Regions from separate parts of the Rattus norvegicus genome. Here region 1 is linked to region 2. Evidence: chromatin contacts called from public Hi-C data. All regions are on one chromosome and are shown on one strand. Each heading gives the region's core, a stretch centred on a gene start, on an enhancer-like site or on the middle of the called end of the contact. The rest is flanking DNA. Distances are from core to core; before and after follow the strand shown.

Region 1 (7,280 bases), core at 4,494-6,993, 180 kb after region 2:
CAGGAAGTGACTGCGATAGGCGGGAGCGATGACAGTTTCAGGAGAGAATTCTCTCCCCCAGGGTGTTCCAGCTCTATGAGACAGATGCTCTCGGGTGGTCTTTGATGAAATAGCTCGTGCACTGTATTCCTTGTGGACAGGATATATACATTTTGGGGTGGGGCAGGTTCTAAAAGTGGATGCTGTCTACTGGCTTGGGCTGATGTTAGGGATGCTTCATCTGCATGTGGAGGGGCTCCAGGTGCTCCTACATGACTGATTGTCACAGTCCTCTCCATGGAGTGTCGTCGTCATGTGATCCAGGACAGGAACCCGGTCGAGAGTACATGAAAATGCCTACTGAACTCAAATGTGAGAGTACCGGGGTTTCTGAACCTGCTCGACCCTACCAAGTTTTCTGTCTGGTGGCGTGGTCCACTGCCCCACATAGCACTAGGAAGGTCAAGGAAAGTTCATCCTGTTCTGGGAGACACAGTAAAAGCACGCTTCTGATGCCCAGTGGCCCTTCAGAGCATCCTGGCGTAAGAGGATCAGTTTAAGTTAATCAGTGTGATGCCCTTATCTCAAGACTTGGAATTGGGACCCAGGTCCATTTTACCGATTTAGGTTTAGTGAAATGTTATTCCAATACAAATTTACTAAGATATAACTTTTGATAGTTTTTTTTATTGCTCTGACAAATTATGTTGCAGAAATAAAGTAAAGGAGAATGTAGCAGGATGCAGAGAGGCATGCTTTGTGGGTGGGTTCCTCTCTCTCTCTCTCTCTTCCTCCCTTCCTTTCTTTCTAAGATTTATTTTGTATTTATAATGCATGTGTGGGGGCTGCATGAGTTTGTATACATCAGTGTGCAGATGCCCATAGCGACCAGAAGGTGGCATCAGATCTCCTGGAGCTAGAATTACAGTTAGTTATGAGCTGCCATGTGTGGGTGCTAGGAATTGCATAATAAATACTCTTAAACCTCTGAGCCATCTTTCCAGCCCCACTGGCAGATTTTCTACATTTTCCTTTTAGTTTATCTGTGATCCCAAACTCCAAAATGGTGCTACCACATTTGGCCCCTTCCCTAATACCCGCCCCCATCCCATAGTAACCTCTAGAAACGCCTCACACATAATCAATCACACATCTGCTTTATTAACCACCAAAGGCCCTTCTCAACCCAATTAATTTGCTAATGGAGGTCAACCATCTGGAAACCACCCCTTGTCAACATGGAGAGCAAGCACACGTCCTTACAGATAACATTTCGCCCCAGCTTCCTACATATGTCTCACAATGAAAATACACCCGCTCTCCATAGTTTTAAGTCCTAGCATTGTTCAAAAGTCCAAAATCGAAGTGTCCTCTGGGACTCAAGGTAAGCTCTTACCTGAACTGCAGAAGTCAAAGGTCACTTAGCATGAGTACAAGATATACTGAGTAAACATTCCTAACACCAAAGCAAGGCAAGCCCAGACGGGGCAGAAATCACGTCCTGTACCTGCATCCAACCTTCAGAGCACATGGGTGAGACCAAGTCTTTCAGTCCTGTTATTTATCATTTGTCCTCTGCATGGCTTCTCTCTTGGGCTGTCACTACTTGAGCTGTGTGGTTTTTCTTGGCAGGTGCCCCACAATCCTGGCATCTAGAGTTTTCTTTGCTCTCACGGCTTCCCACCTCGTCCTCTCAGGGGATCCCCACAGGGATTCCACCCTGCTCCTTGCTCACAGGATCTCCTCTGCAATCAGACAAAAGCCTCCGTGGCTGTGGAGGCTCCAGCTTGCTGCATGACTGTAAAGCCAGCATCTCGATCGTGCGGAAGATGCATCATCTCAAGCCGGGTGAGAAGTTGGATCTCCTCATCCAGGAGTCTTCAGACCTGCCCTGAACTCACCTGAAGAAAAGGAAGGGCATCCCCATGACTTCCTAACTTTTGCCACTTAACGTTCTTTGCGTCAAGACAAACACATCCGTGCCCCTTTCCAGGACCCAGGATCAGGGTCACAAGCTGTCATCACTGTGGACATCTTGGGGTAGGAATCTGAGGCACCCGCAGCTGGATTCGTCCTAGAATTTGGGAAAGCAATTGGGCTCTATCGGTCTCAGTCATGACAAAAAACATCCACGTTTAGCTTGCCTAAGCCAAAACAGGGAACGGGAAGCTCACAGGGCCGGAAAGCCAGGGCAATACAGGTCAAGGGGTCAAAGGCTGGCTCTCCATGCCTTACTTACCACCTCCCCTCTTCACTCCTCCAGAGATGCACAGCCCTGATTCTCACCTTCACGAGCTTCCTTAAGGGCCTCCGAGAGATGCCCATGACATTTCCCCCATTAAACCACGCAAAAAAAAAAAAAAAAAGCATCTGTCATGGCACAGGCTGTGGGCAAGTCACGAAGGGCCACTTGTCATCCCTCCTACGGCCCACCCCCACCCCATGCCCTCAGCGCATCTGTCTCCAAGAGAAGGATGGACATTGCTGCCTGGCGGGCTGAAGCAGCAGCCACAACAATTCTCTCCGTGGCTGTTATTTTCAAACACGAGAATCATCCCATCTCTGGGTAAAAATAGAGCCAAACGCTCCTAAGTAGGAAAAGAGTCTGGGAGGAGGAGGAAGCTGCCAAGAGCAGCCACCCAGCAAATAAAGTTGTGTGCTGGCACAGACCGGGCCTCCTGAGGAGCAGTCTTGTTTGCTGTGCTTGCCGCCCACTGGCTAAGGCAGCCGAGAGGGACTCAGCTCTGAAGCCTATTCTGAGAGCAGGCCAAGACGGCCTGGCTCTGGAAGGGCCAGCTTCCCACAGGTTTTGGGGCTCTCTCCACCCAACCTGGCCCTCCTCCTAAAGGTTACTCTTGCAGCCAGTCTGCCCTAGCCAGTTGGGATTCACTCCTGCCTCAAGCACTCAGCTAGGTGGGTTATCTCTCTATCCTGCCTAGCAGAGTACTGTCCAGACCTCCAGCAAGAGGGGTGTGGTCCAGCACCACACCCTCCCCGTGAGGCAAGACACTGCTAGCTTAGACATACCCAGGGCAGAGGCCTCATCCGCCGCCTGACCCCTACGTTGAGTTCATCTGTCTTGTTGACTGGTTGTCTTCTCAACTGGGGATCTTGCTATCGATCTTCCGGCCTCTGCCCGCCGAGAGCTGTGATTACAGGTGCGTACCACCGTGCCCAGCCTCTCTGCTCCCTTCTTAAGGCACAGATTCTTAATACCCACAGATATTTGTCACAGCCAGTGACAGTTGCAGTGGGTCGGTGTGAGCACAGGCCAGTGGGCAACGAGTGGGAACGATAACAGCAGCACAGCAGACACCGACAGAGGCCACGCTGACATGGAAGGGAGTTAGTCACTGCTGAGAAGTTGTTACAGGCCAGGCTCTGGCCACTGCACACACTAATGCCCTTGTTTATCTGTACATTTCCAGTGTACAAACACCCCTCGGGACCTGTCTTAATCACAATGTTTCTTACTGTGGCAAAACCCAGCAAGCACTATCAGTCATCTCCAAGTACCTCCAAGACATCACGAACCTGATGTCATGCACTGGCATGGCACTGTGGTCTTCTTGTCCACAACACCTAGGCCACTCTAATCCTGAGGAGGCAACAGATAAGCTCACACTGAAGGGCATTCTGTGAACAACCAATACTGCCCAAAAACATCGGTCACGAGAGACGCGGAAAGATAAGGGAAGACTGAGGAGCAGGCAGGAGGCCACGAAGAAAACAAAAATGTCATGTGACGCTTTAAGTAAGGTGCTTAAAGCAACGACCAACAGACTGTGGAGAGAAACACGTGAGAATTAGCACACGGTTAAAGAAAGCTGGAGAGAAGCACACAGATATTCTGTACTGTTTTTATGACTTCTCTGTATCAGAAATTAATCTAAAATAAAACAACTTTAAGGGCAGCTGTCGAGATGGCTTGGCAGATAAGGCACTCAGTGCCACAGCAGAGGACTGAGTTCAGTTCCAAGCTTCTACATGTTGGCTCGGAACTGTAACTCCGGTTCCAGGGGGTCTGGCACTTCTTCTGACCTACTTGGGCTCCTACAGGATGTGGTGCACATACATATGCTCAGGCAAGTGTGTGTGCATGTGGGGTGTGTGTGTGTGTGTGTGTGTGTGTGAGTGCATGTGTGTGTGCACGTGAGTACATGCACACACAAGTACTTTTTAGAAATTTAGGGGCTGAATAGATGACTCAGCACTTAGGAGAACTTGCTGTGTGGGCTGGAAAGATAACTTCGAGGATAAGAAAATTTGTTGCTCTTGCAGAAGACCTGGATTCTAACACGCGCATGGTAGCTTGGGACTCTCTATTAACCCCAGTCTGGACACCTTCTTCTGACCTTTGTGAACTCCAGGCATGCACATGGTGTGCAAACATACACGAAGGCAAAACACTCACACGCGACATATAGCAAGATAAATAAACATTATTGATATATTTTAAAGACCATTTCTTGCAAAGAGCCAGTTCAGTTCCCAGCACCCATGTTGTGTTGCTCGGAACTGCTTGTAACTCCAGCTTTAGAGGATGATGGCCTCTCCTGGCCTCTGTGGGAACCTTCACTCAGAGGCACACGCACACGTGTTAAAAAGACAAGAGGAAATTTTACATTTACGATATTTAGCTCACTGGACTGGTCTACTGGCAATGAAAAGGTGCCCTGGGGTGAAATAAAACATTCTTTTAAATTTTCTGACACATTTTTAAAACACGACACAGGTGCTCTCTCGCTCCCGCTCTCTCCCCACTCGCCTCACCCCTACGTGTTCAGGGCCGGCCTCTACTATTCTACTTCTCTATGTTCTCTCTGTGTCTGTCTCTCTGCCTTTCTCTGCCTCTATTACCCTCTCAACTCCCCTCCCCATACCCTGAATAGACTCTATTCTATACTCTGAGAGAGAAAAAAAAGCATGCCACAGGAGTGGTTTTTGTTGTTTTGTTGAAACAGTGTCTTGCTTGGTAGCTCAGGCTGGCCTCACAGCAAGTGCCAGTACGGCGAGCGACCTTGCTTTTATCTGCTTTGTCCTCAGCCAGGATCATCCCTGGAGCTGAGTTTGTATCCAACTGCGGGGGCAGGAGCTAAGCACTTACAGAAGTCCTTCTCCCACTTCTGGGAGCTGTAGAGCCGGCCTTCAAGCGAGCCGCGCCCCTCCCAGAGAGCCGCGCCCCTCCCAGCTGGAGAGCCGACTGAGGAGAAGAGGGCTCCCCAAGAGGCTGCTTTGCATCTTGTTTGTCTTATTCTTGGATCCGGCAGGTCTCCCTGAGTAAGTTCCCTAGCCTTCCAGACGGTACACCAGCACCCCACCCCCCCTTCATTCCTTCTATGGTGACTCACTTGAAGCTTTTGCGGTGGGATAAATACGGGCATTTCCCACCGAGTTTAAGCCCCGTAACGCACCCTCCAAAGCCTGCCGCTCATTTCTCATTTCCCACAAGACAAAAACAAGAACGTGAGACTGTTGCTATGCGAGCGGCTCACGTGTGCCCACATTTGATTACTGTCTTTATATCTGTGTGCCCGGGCTCCTCCAATCCACCAGCCAGGAGGCCAGATCCCGTCGCCAGAGAGTCTGAGGGCGCCTTCGCCGCAGCTTGGAATGCGGGCGGGCGCCGGAGCCTGAGCCTGTGCTGGGTCTCTGTCCAGGTAGGAGGTTTCCCACAGCTTCCCCTTCGCTGGCCCTGTGTTCTGCCAGCACAGCTCTACATTTCCAACTTCCCTTCTCTACCCAGCCGAGTACAGACAAGCTCATCCCCATCTCAGTCCTGCACCATGTTTTGCAACGCGGAAGAAGGTATTCTGACCCTAGCTGCCTCCAGCCCTTGGAGAGAGAGCTACAGAGGATCCTCAGGGGTCTGTGGCACAGCTGCATGGAGGAGACACAGTCTGTTGAGGTCCTTCCTGGGCAATTCAGTTGTCATCAACAGGGTAACACAAAAGCAGATGGCCATCTCTACAGTACAGTCAGGGATGGGACAGCTCTGGGGCGTCTCTGTCAGACAGTCAGAAGAGGCACAGCTCTTCTACTGCAGAGGATAGTGGATGCTGACCCTAACCAGACAGGCGCCTACATGTCAAAAAGGAATGCAGACTCATCCAAGTGACACAGAACTTAGAGATCAAGTTCTTGCCTTGATCTGAGGGGACAGTAGCCTTAGTCCAGAGCTATGCAGAGCTAAGGCACTCACCCCATCCCCATGCACCCCATCCCCTGCCTACTAGGTAAGAACATTCTCAAGGTAAGGAGGGGTAGGCCTATGCTTTTGTGGTAGAATACCTGCCTAGCATTGATGAGGATCTCCAGGCTTAAAAAAAAACAAAAATAGGAGGGGGTGGGGGAGGAGGAAAGAGGAGGAGACGGTAGTGGAGGAGAAAGCCAGACAAGTTATTTTAAAATGGACACTTCCCATTTTCATACCAAGTGCTCCTTGGCTGTAGGGCATTGGAAAGAGAGGGCTGGCCAGGACTGGCCAGGATGGAGACAGGGTCAGAGGCCACCGCTGGGCTTCATGATACCAGAAAACTCACAGCAGAGACATGTGGGACCCCTCAGTCCCACTGCACTTAGGGAGAACGCAGACATTCTGCAGAGGTATCTATCACCTAGGAGTACTGGGAAGTAAGGTCACCCACGCTGGGCAGCGGGTGAGGAGTACGTGTGGAAGGTTGGCTTGTTGGTTTAACAGCCTCTCAGGACAGAAGACTCAACAATGAGACTGACCGAAAGGAAATGCGTATTTTAAAAAACGATCTAGAAATGGTTACGTGTCATGTGTCCAGAGACAACCCTGGGGAGCAAAGGAGAAATGAGGCATCCAAGGGTAAGGCTGTCAGCGGGATTAGTGAGTCAACGGAGGAACGAAGATTCCAGATAGTGAACATCACCACCGCAGAGTTTCTAGGTGGCGTAGTCGATGCTGTGAACCAATGACGAGTGAGTACTTCAGCTGAGGAAAGTAAGCGGAGGGTTTGCCTCCCCTTACAGTAAAAAGACCCCAGGATACTCGAGCTCGGGCCTAATGGAGATGGCACCGCCAGTTTCTCCAAGACTTGGAGTTCTCTCGGTTTAGGGGTGGAAGGGAGAACACCGGTCAGAAGACGTAGAGGGCATTCCAAGGAAGCTCCCGGTGTGGGGGCAGCGGAGTGAAGAAGCAGACCCCTGGAAACGCACGCACGCACGCACGCACGCACGCACGCACGCACGCACTTGCTGGGTCATGGTAAAGCTCAGCTGCGTTCCCGCTGAGCTCCTCCCTAACCTGAGCTCAGTCTGTAGGGTGGGAAGGA
Region 2 (6,796 bases), core at 2,259-4,758:
CCTCTGGGGGGCTGGAGAGATGGCTCAGTGGTTAAGAGCACCGACTGTTCTTCCTGAGGTCCTGAGTTCAAATCCCAGCAACCACATGGTGGCTCACAACCATCTGTAATGAGATCTGATGCCCTCTTCTGGTGTGTCTGAAGACAGCTACAGTGTACTCATACAATAAAATAAAATCTTAAAAAATAAATTTATAAAAAAATAATTGTCCTCTGAACCTCAGTAGGAGTACACACACACACACATACACACATATACACACACATGCACACACGCATGCATGTGTTTTTCTTTTTTTTAATTCCTCTGTGTGTGTGTGTGTGTGTGTGTGTGTGTGTGTGTGTGTGTACATGTGTGTTCCTTAAAAGTCTACAGAGGCTTGGTGACCCTATTCTTATACCCCTTAGCAGGGCTTTTAGGAAGGAAAAGAGGTAGTCCGCAGCCTCAGTGGTCAGCAGCCATGCCTGGGTGGGTTGCACACGGCACACCGGGATCTCTGAAATGCCTAGGCTGTTTACAGCGCCACAGCTGCACCCAAGAATCCTTCACTAATCCAACACAGCTGGTCCTATGCCAGGCTATTCTCCCCGGATTCACCTTCCAGAAAGTGAAAATCGACAGAGGCAGAGGCCATGGAACCCTTGCTGGGGGTTGGCAGCAAGGAAAAGGCACATCAATAATTCCATTCCTTGGCTGCCAATGATTTTACTGTGGGGAAATGGCTGCTGATCCAGCTACATCCGGCTGGAGTCGCATCAAAGCAGCGGATGTCCAGCCAGCCGTCTTTGCTCACACGCAGGTCGAGGCACAGGCCTGGCTAGAAGGCGGCTCCGCATTGCCTCTCCCCGGGCTCAGGCAGTGACACAAGTCACGTGACAGCATCAGTCAGAACAAGTCCCTCTAGACAAGAGACAGCTCTGCAAGAGCCGAGAAGAGCAGGGGCACACGGCTGCCTTCAGCTGAAGTTGTCCAACACTGAAGGTTACAAGGAACAAGTTGTCCTTCTCTTTAGATGACTTCCTCTTGGATGGAACATCCCAGCTTTTCCTGTCAGGAACAAGCCCAAAAAAGGTAGCCGCTGCAGTCAGAAGAGCCTTAGATCCACAGAGAAGCCGTGACCTAACAACGCCCACATGGAATTTTCTGGATTTGCCTAATTTATTTCTTTCTCTCCACCCCCCACTATCATTATTGTTATTATTAGTTCAGCAGAGGTCATTTGAGCTTGGCTTTCCAAATGCTGTCTGGAAAAAACTGCCCAGGCTCTGCGGCTCGGGGCTAAAATGGGCGTGGTGGATGTAGCCGCAGCTCTCAGATTTTTTTTGTTGCAGGTTTTTAACCTGCTGAGACCAGTCCCCTCATCTACCCACAGGCCGCTCAGGAAGTGCTTAGCTCACACTCCAGGATTCGTGTGCCAAACAGCGGAGATAGCGATCTGGCTCGGAACAATTCCAGCCGTAAGCCACGCACTTCCTGACTGCAGAAGCCGAGCCCTGGGGAAAATGGCACCGGTCTGCCTGCAGCCCGCCCCCGCGCGGTGCTCCGGGTGATGCCTGGGAAGCAAGCCTGGAAAATGTCTGTTGACAGCAACGAGCTTGAGAGGCGCTGAATGGGCTGCCAGGAACTGGCCGTTAGCTAGATTTCTACGTGGGATTATATTTTGAAAGAATTGCTTCAGGAATTTTTTTTTTAACTTGGCTGGCGCAGTGAGACATTCAGATGAGGATCCGGGGCCTTCAGTGTAAGCAAAGGCAGGCTTGTAGAATAAGCACAGGACACAGAAGGAAGGCCAACGTGCATTGGGGTTTCCGGTGTCCAAAGTCAGCATCTCAGGCCGTAGGTCCTGAGAATCCAGAATGACTTCCTGCAAGCTCTGCTAGGGAATTTTGGGGGCTGGGGGAAGCTTTAGGCGCTAGTGAGAGAAAGATCATCAGCCTAGCCCCCAGCCCACCTGGTTGGCTGCTAACTCACCCTGGAGTTACTGCCCAGAGCTGGGCTGCCCTCACTCACATGTCCCCTTGGCGTGTTCTCTCGGTTTTCTCGGGCCTCTGCACAAATGCCACGATCTCAGGAAAACCTGTGTTTGATCCATTACCCTGTCTGAAAGGCTTTGGCCCCTGCCTTATTTCCTAACGTTATACATGTTATCACCCCCATTACGGTTTATTTCGTCTAAATGGTAACCATCCTATCAGGAACAAAGATATTCTATTTTATTTGTTTGTTTCTTTATTTTGGGACAGGGTCCCATGCATCCCAAGCCCACCTCAAACTCCCTAGTTGAAGAAGACCTTCAACTTCTCTGATGGTTTTGCCTCCAACACCAAGGTGCTGGGATTCTGGGCACGTGCTAGGACACAGTTCGTAGTTTCTGCAGTCTTCAGGGTTGAACCCGGGGCCTCCTGCATGCCACGCAAGCACTCTGCAAGCTAAGTTACATCTCCAGCCCCTGACGGTGAAGCTCTTCTAGACATTTCTACCCCACCTCACCCCTATCTAACATAGTGAAATGATGACACCCCCCCCAGGAAATTGGAATCCCCCAAAATTGTCATGCTGAGAGAAAGAAAGGATGAAGGCCGAAGGGAACTTGGGTCCCAGAATGCCGGTTCACACATCTCTTGACAGATGGGAGCGGTGAAGGGCGGGGCCACACATTGCTGAGGACTGCTCCGAAGTGCGGAGTGCGTGCTGCTGGTCCTCTTACTAAGCCTGAACTTCATGTCAGGACCCCACAGTGCGCTTGGGAGCTATGGGAGCTCTGTGTTTCTCTTCCTGGTGTGTCCACACTGAATACATCTTTCTCTATCTGCTTCTTGCTGTTATTCGAGGCTCTGATTGGCCTGTGGAGGGGGGTGACCACGCCTAAGTTGCTGGACTGCCAAGCTGTGACCCAAACAACTCTGGTAAGAATACTTGTCCCTCCAGCTAAAACACCAAGTGCAAGAATGTGTATTTTTACTTACAGTTGGGTTCCAGGGTCTTAGGAAAATGCTTTCACGTTAAATTCTAGTAAATATTTACTGAATGTGTGAATGAATCTTACGTTTAAGGCTAACTCAAGCACCAAACCCTAGTTATTTCCCTGAGATAATTATGTGGAAGAATATACCAAGAATGGAGTTATAATCGCCTAATGTAGAAGCAAGAACTGCTTGCTTCCTTATACCTTCAGTTAAAATAGGCCAGTACACCACATGGGGGTTGCAATTCCTACGTGGCGCCACAGGATGGCACCATTGCTCAGTGTATTTTCTCTGGAAAGCAGTCTGGTATCAGAAAATACTCATTCGTCAGCCCTCCTTCCCCTCCTCCTCCTCTCTTCCTTCCTCCTTCTTTCTTCCTTCCTCCTTCTCTCCTCCTCTCTTTCCTCCAGTACACTTAACGTTAAGGAACGCTATAAAAATAAGCCTTTCCAGAAGTTCCGAAAGAGAAGACGCCAAGCAGGATGCGTTGCACAAGACATCTGACAGGATCCATTAGGTCTGTCTTCTCTCTGGCTCAAAGCCCAGAGCCCTGCTGCTCCCAGCCTGAAAAGCAGCACGCACAGGAACGTCAGGGATCGGCTCCCTCCCCTGCCCCGACATCCACCTTGAATCCCTAATATAGACCCATCTCTGCAGCCCCTTCCTACCCTTGGGTCTGACGCTGAGAAACTATCAACAGAGGGGTCTCCCCTTGGGGTTCCATGGCCTTTGGCCTAAAAAAAAATCGTGTGACACCTTTGAGACTGTGGGTGGCGCTGATGATATTTTGTGGTTGGGGAACAAATTCCCAGGGATGGAGCAAGATTACTAAAACAAGAGGACAAAAGGAGCGTCAGAGACTGTGCTAACAGCTGGGGGCTTCCCTTTCCCGGGTCTTAGTGCTTGGGTTTGAAGGCGGTGGTCTGGTTCTAGCTGTTTGCTGGCCTCAGGAATGGGAACCAGTAACCATCTCCAAACAGAGGTTGGGAAAGGAAAATAAACCACACCCCCAGGAATTATGGGTGCTCCCCCCACTTCAGGCTCACTTCCCCTCTTCCAAGACCCAGTCTAACCCTGACACAGTCAAGCTTCGGGGAGCATGAGCAGTGTTCAAGCTAGAAGGTCATTCAGGGTGATGATTAGGGCAGTCATCAATTCCCGAGGCCGGAGAGTGACTCACTTAGCTCTGATGTGCACAGATCAAAGGAGGGTATTTATGGCTTAGACACAGGCCTGCCATTCTTCATCGTAATAAATAATATAAAGTCCTCATTCTGCTGCCGTCTCTACCCCAGCTATCTCTGGGCTGAAATGAACACCCTTCTCTCTCCGCTCTACTCTTTTGCATCTTCAAAAAGGTCAAGACATCTGGCTCTCAGAGACTGGCTGCCACCGTGCCGTGCCGTGGAGAGAGGGGGCTCAAATGCCCTTGTCCCCAGACAAGAGCACAGTCCAGCTGGCTTGCAGCTAGCTCTTCTGAGAACTTACCTTTCTTATCTTGCTTAACTGTGTCTCTCACTGTTTGGGCAGGCTAGAAACCCAGCTTCCATTTGAGAGCTTTATGAACTCAGGAACTGTCATCTCCGCTCCCCAGTCTGTAAAATCTGGATAATTAATAGCACAAAGTCTGGCTCGTGAGGATGACAAGACAGGACCAAGTCTGTTACAAGACAATGCCAGTGAGCTCTGTGCAAGCCTCGACATTCTTGCGGTATTTCCAAGAACTTCGTGGATGCAGCACACACTGATCTGTGTGGCCTCCTCAGTGAAGATGTGCACCCCACACCCCGCCCCAGGACAAAAGACCGACCCTCTTACAGGAACCAAATGGCCGGGAGGTTACGTGGGCACTTCAGACCGAGTCCTACCCAGTTGTGAGGCAGTGAGTGTCTCTGGTGCTTCTGAATGACTTAAGAAGCCACATCTCTGGCTTCTAATCCCTAGATGACAATAGTAGCCTTCTAGTTGTCACCGAAGAAATGTCTCTGATGCTTGTCCGCAGTGGGCAACGGTCACTGCAGAGCTCAACTGTGCCTGCTTGAGTGCTCAGCCCAAAATGGGAAATCTATGTCACCCGCCCACCCCTACCCTTACCACAAGGCTCAGGGAAGAGTGCAGAAGAGGGGGTGTGTGCTGAGAATTCTGGGATTTTGGGTTCTTTTTAAAACCCAGAAATATTATAAGAATATGCTTTTGTTTTAATTCCAAGCATGGTGATATGGGGCAGCAACTGACTATGATGTGCTCCGTGCTCCAGAGAGGCATGGTTTTGTCAGCTGCTGATAGTTTTTGAGATTGTGTGACATTTGGAGTTCTGGGGACTTTTTAGAGGGTAGATAAACGGGTTGTTGGTCATTCAGGGCTGATTGGGCACGGTTTGTTGGTAGTAATGCTCAAAGAGGAAACGACAGAAAAAAATGAAAATCTGGGATATCTTTCTCTCTCTCTCTCTTCTCTGTCTGTCTGTCTCTGTCTCTGTCTCTCTGTCTCTCTGTCTCTCTGTCTCTCTGTCTCCTCTCTCTCTCTCTCTGTGTGTGTGTGTGTGTGTGTGTGTGTGTGTGTGTGTATCCTCTATCCTTCTTTCTCTCCTATTTAGTGATGGGGTGAGACAGGGGAAGCCTACAAGGTAGCAAAGACTGTCTACAGGGGCCCGAGTGGTGTAAGATCCCGGAGGGATGCTGTGAACAGCTATCCTCTGGACAGGATGTGTCTGTTGCACCCATGATTCAGAGCAGCCTTGGCTGTTTCCTTCACCAGATCAAACCAGCTGACTACAGCATGGATGGATGTTACACTGATAAAGCCCCACCCTTTCCTAAGGTGCTCAAGGGACTTAGTGGGGTCATTGGAAGAAGGAGGATCGTGACCCTGGTGATCTGCCTTCCCCTGACTTGGGGGGTGGGGAGCTGGGGTTGAGACAGGGTTTTTTCAGTATAGTCTTGGATGTCCTGGAACATGTTCTGTAGCCCATGCTGGCTGGCTTTGAGCTCAGGGATCCACCTGCCTCTGCCGCCCTGTGCCACCAGTCTCCAGCTTGGTAAACTGTCTTTGCTCAAGTAAATAACCCCTGAGGTGCGCTCATAATCACAGTGGGCTCCGGGGGCAGGGTGGAGGGGGATAAGAAATATACATAAAACATACAAATAGAAAAAGGACTTCTGAAGAGGGTGGAAAAGGGGGTGGGGGAGAGGTAGGAAGGGATGTGGGAGGGGGAATGAGAAGGGAGTGCTGGAACTAAATGTTGTATACCACCATGGCTGGCTTTAATGCCAGTCCTAACTATTAGTCTTAGCATTCTGATCACAGATTTTACCCCACTTAGTAACAAAGTTCTCAGTGTTACAGAATGGCTACCAAAGGGTTAAAGAAGTTGCAGTGTCCAAAGGAGCCTGACCAGAACCAGAGCTGCCACCATGCAGGGTTAGATATTAACACACATGGTTGGAGGAAGTCTTCATATGACTTCCAGAACCTTCCAGTGGAGGGGAAGGCACCAGATCTGAATAGACAGACAGAAAAGTAGGCGGATGGATAGTAATCTAAGAATTTCCCATCAGGCACTGGGCAGCGTGCAGAGCTGAAACCACGGGGACACTTGGGAGTTCTTTCTCAGTCCCTTGATGCAGACATGGTTGGGTTCGGGTCACAGTGTTAACTGCCTTTCTGTGGGGTCCAAGTGTGTCTTGGCGACTTTCCTATTGCTGTGATAAGACACCATGACTAAGGCAACCTACGGAAGAGTGGGTTTGTTTGGGACTTATAGCTTCAGAGAGTTAAGAGTCTGTGACCATCACGGCAGGGAGCATGGCTGCAGGTAGGTATGCATGGTG

Evidence for each region. Hi-C and Micro-C count contacts between places; a contact is called where the count stands out from the background.
Region 1: a Hi-C map of the A7r5 cell line shows a contact between it and region 2, with 2.3 times the contacts expected there. The contact joins two enhancer-like sites. A contact is called at or near these places in 3 of 12 Hi-C or Micro-C datasets (the A7r5 cell line, liver and prefrontal cortex).

What each region holds. Positions count from the first base shown.
Region 1 is chr14:101,000,603-101,007,882 of GRCr8, forward strand. No RefSeq gene overlaps it. Among named protein-coding and RNA genes, the nearest start is that of B3gnt2, 30 kb to the right of the region's middle. Within about 2 kb of position 5,744, at least 50 of the 93 cell types and tissues checked have an H3K27ac peak or open chromatin away from gene starts, as enhancers often do. A contact at or near this core is called in the A7r5 cell line, where this site is marked.
Region 2 is chr14:100,824,458-100,831,253 of GRCr8, forward strand. No RefSeq gene overlaps it. Among named protein-coding and RNA genes, the nearest start is that of Rpl28l3, 62 kb to the left of the region's middle. Within about 2 kb of position 3,509, at least 61 of the 93 cell types and tissues checked have an H3K27ac peak or open chromatin away from gene starts, as enhancers often do. A contact at or near this core is called in the A7r5 cell line, where this site is marked.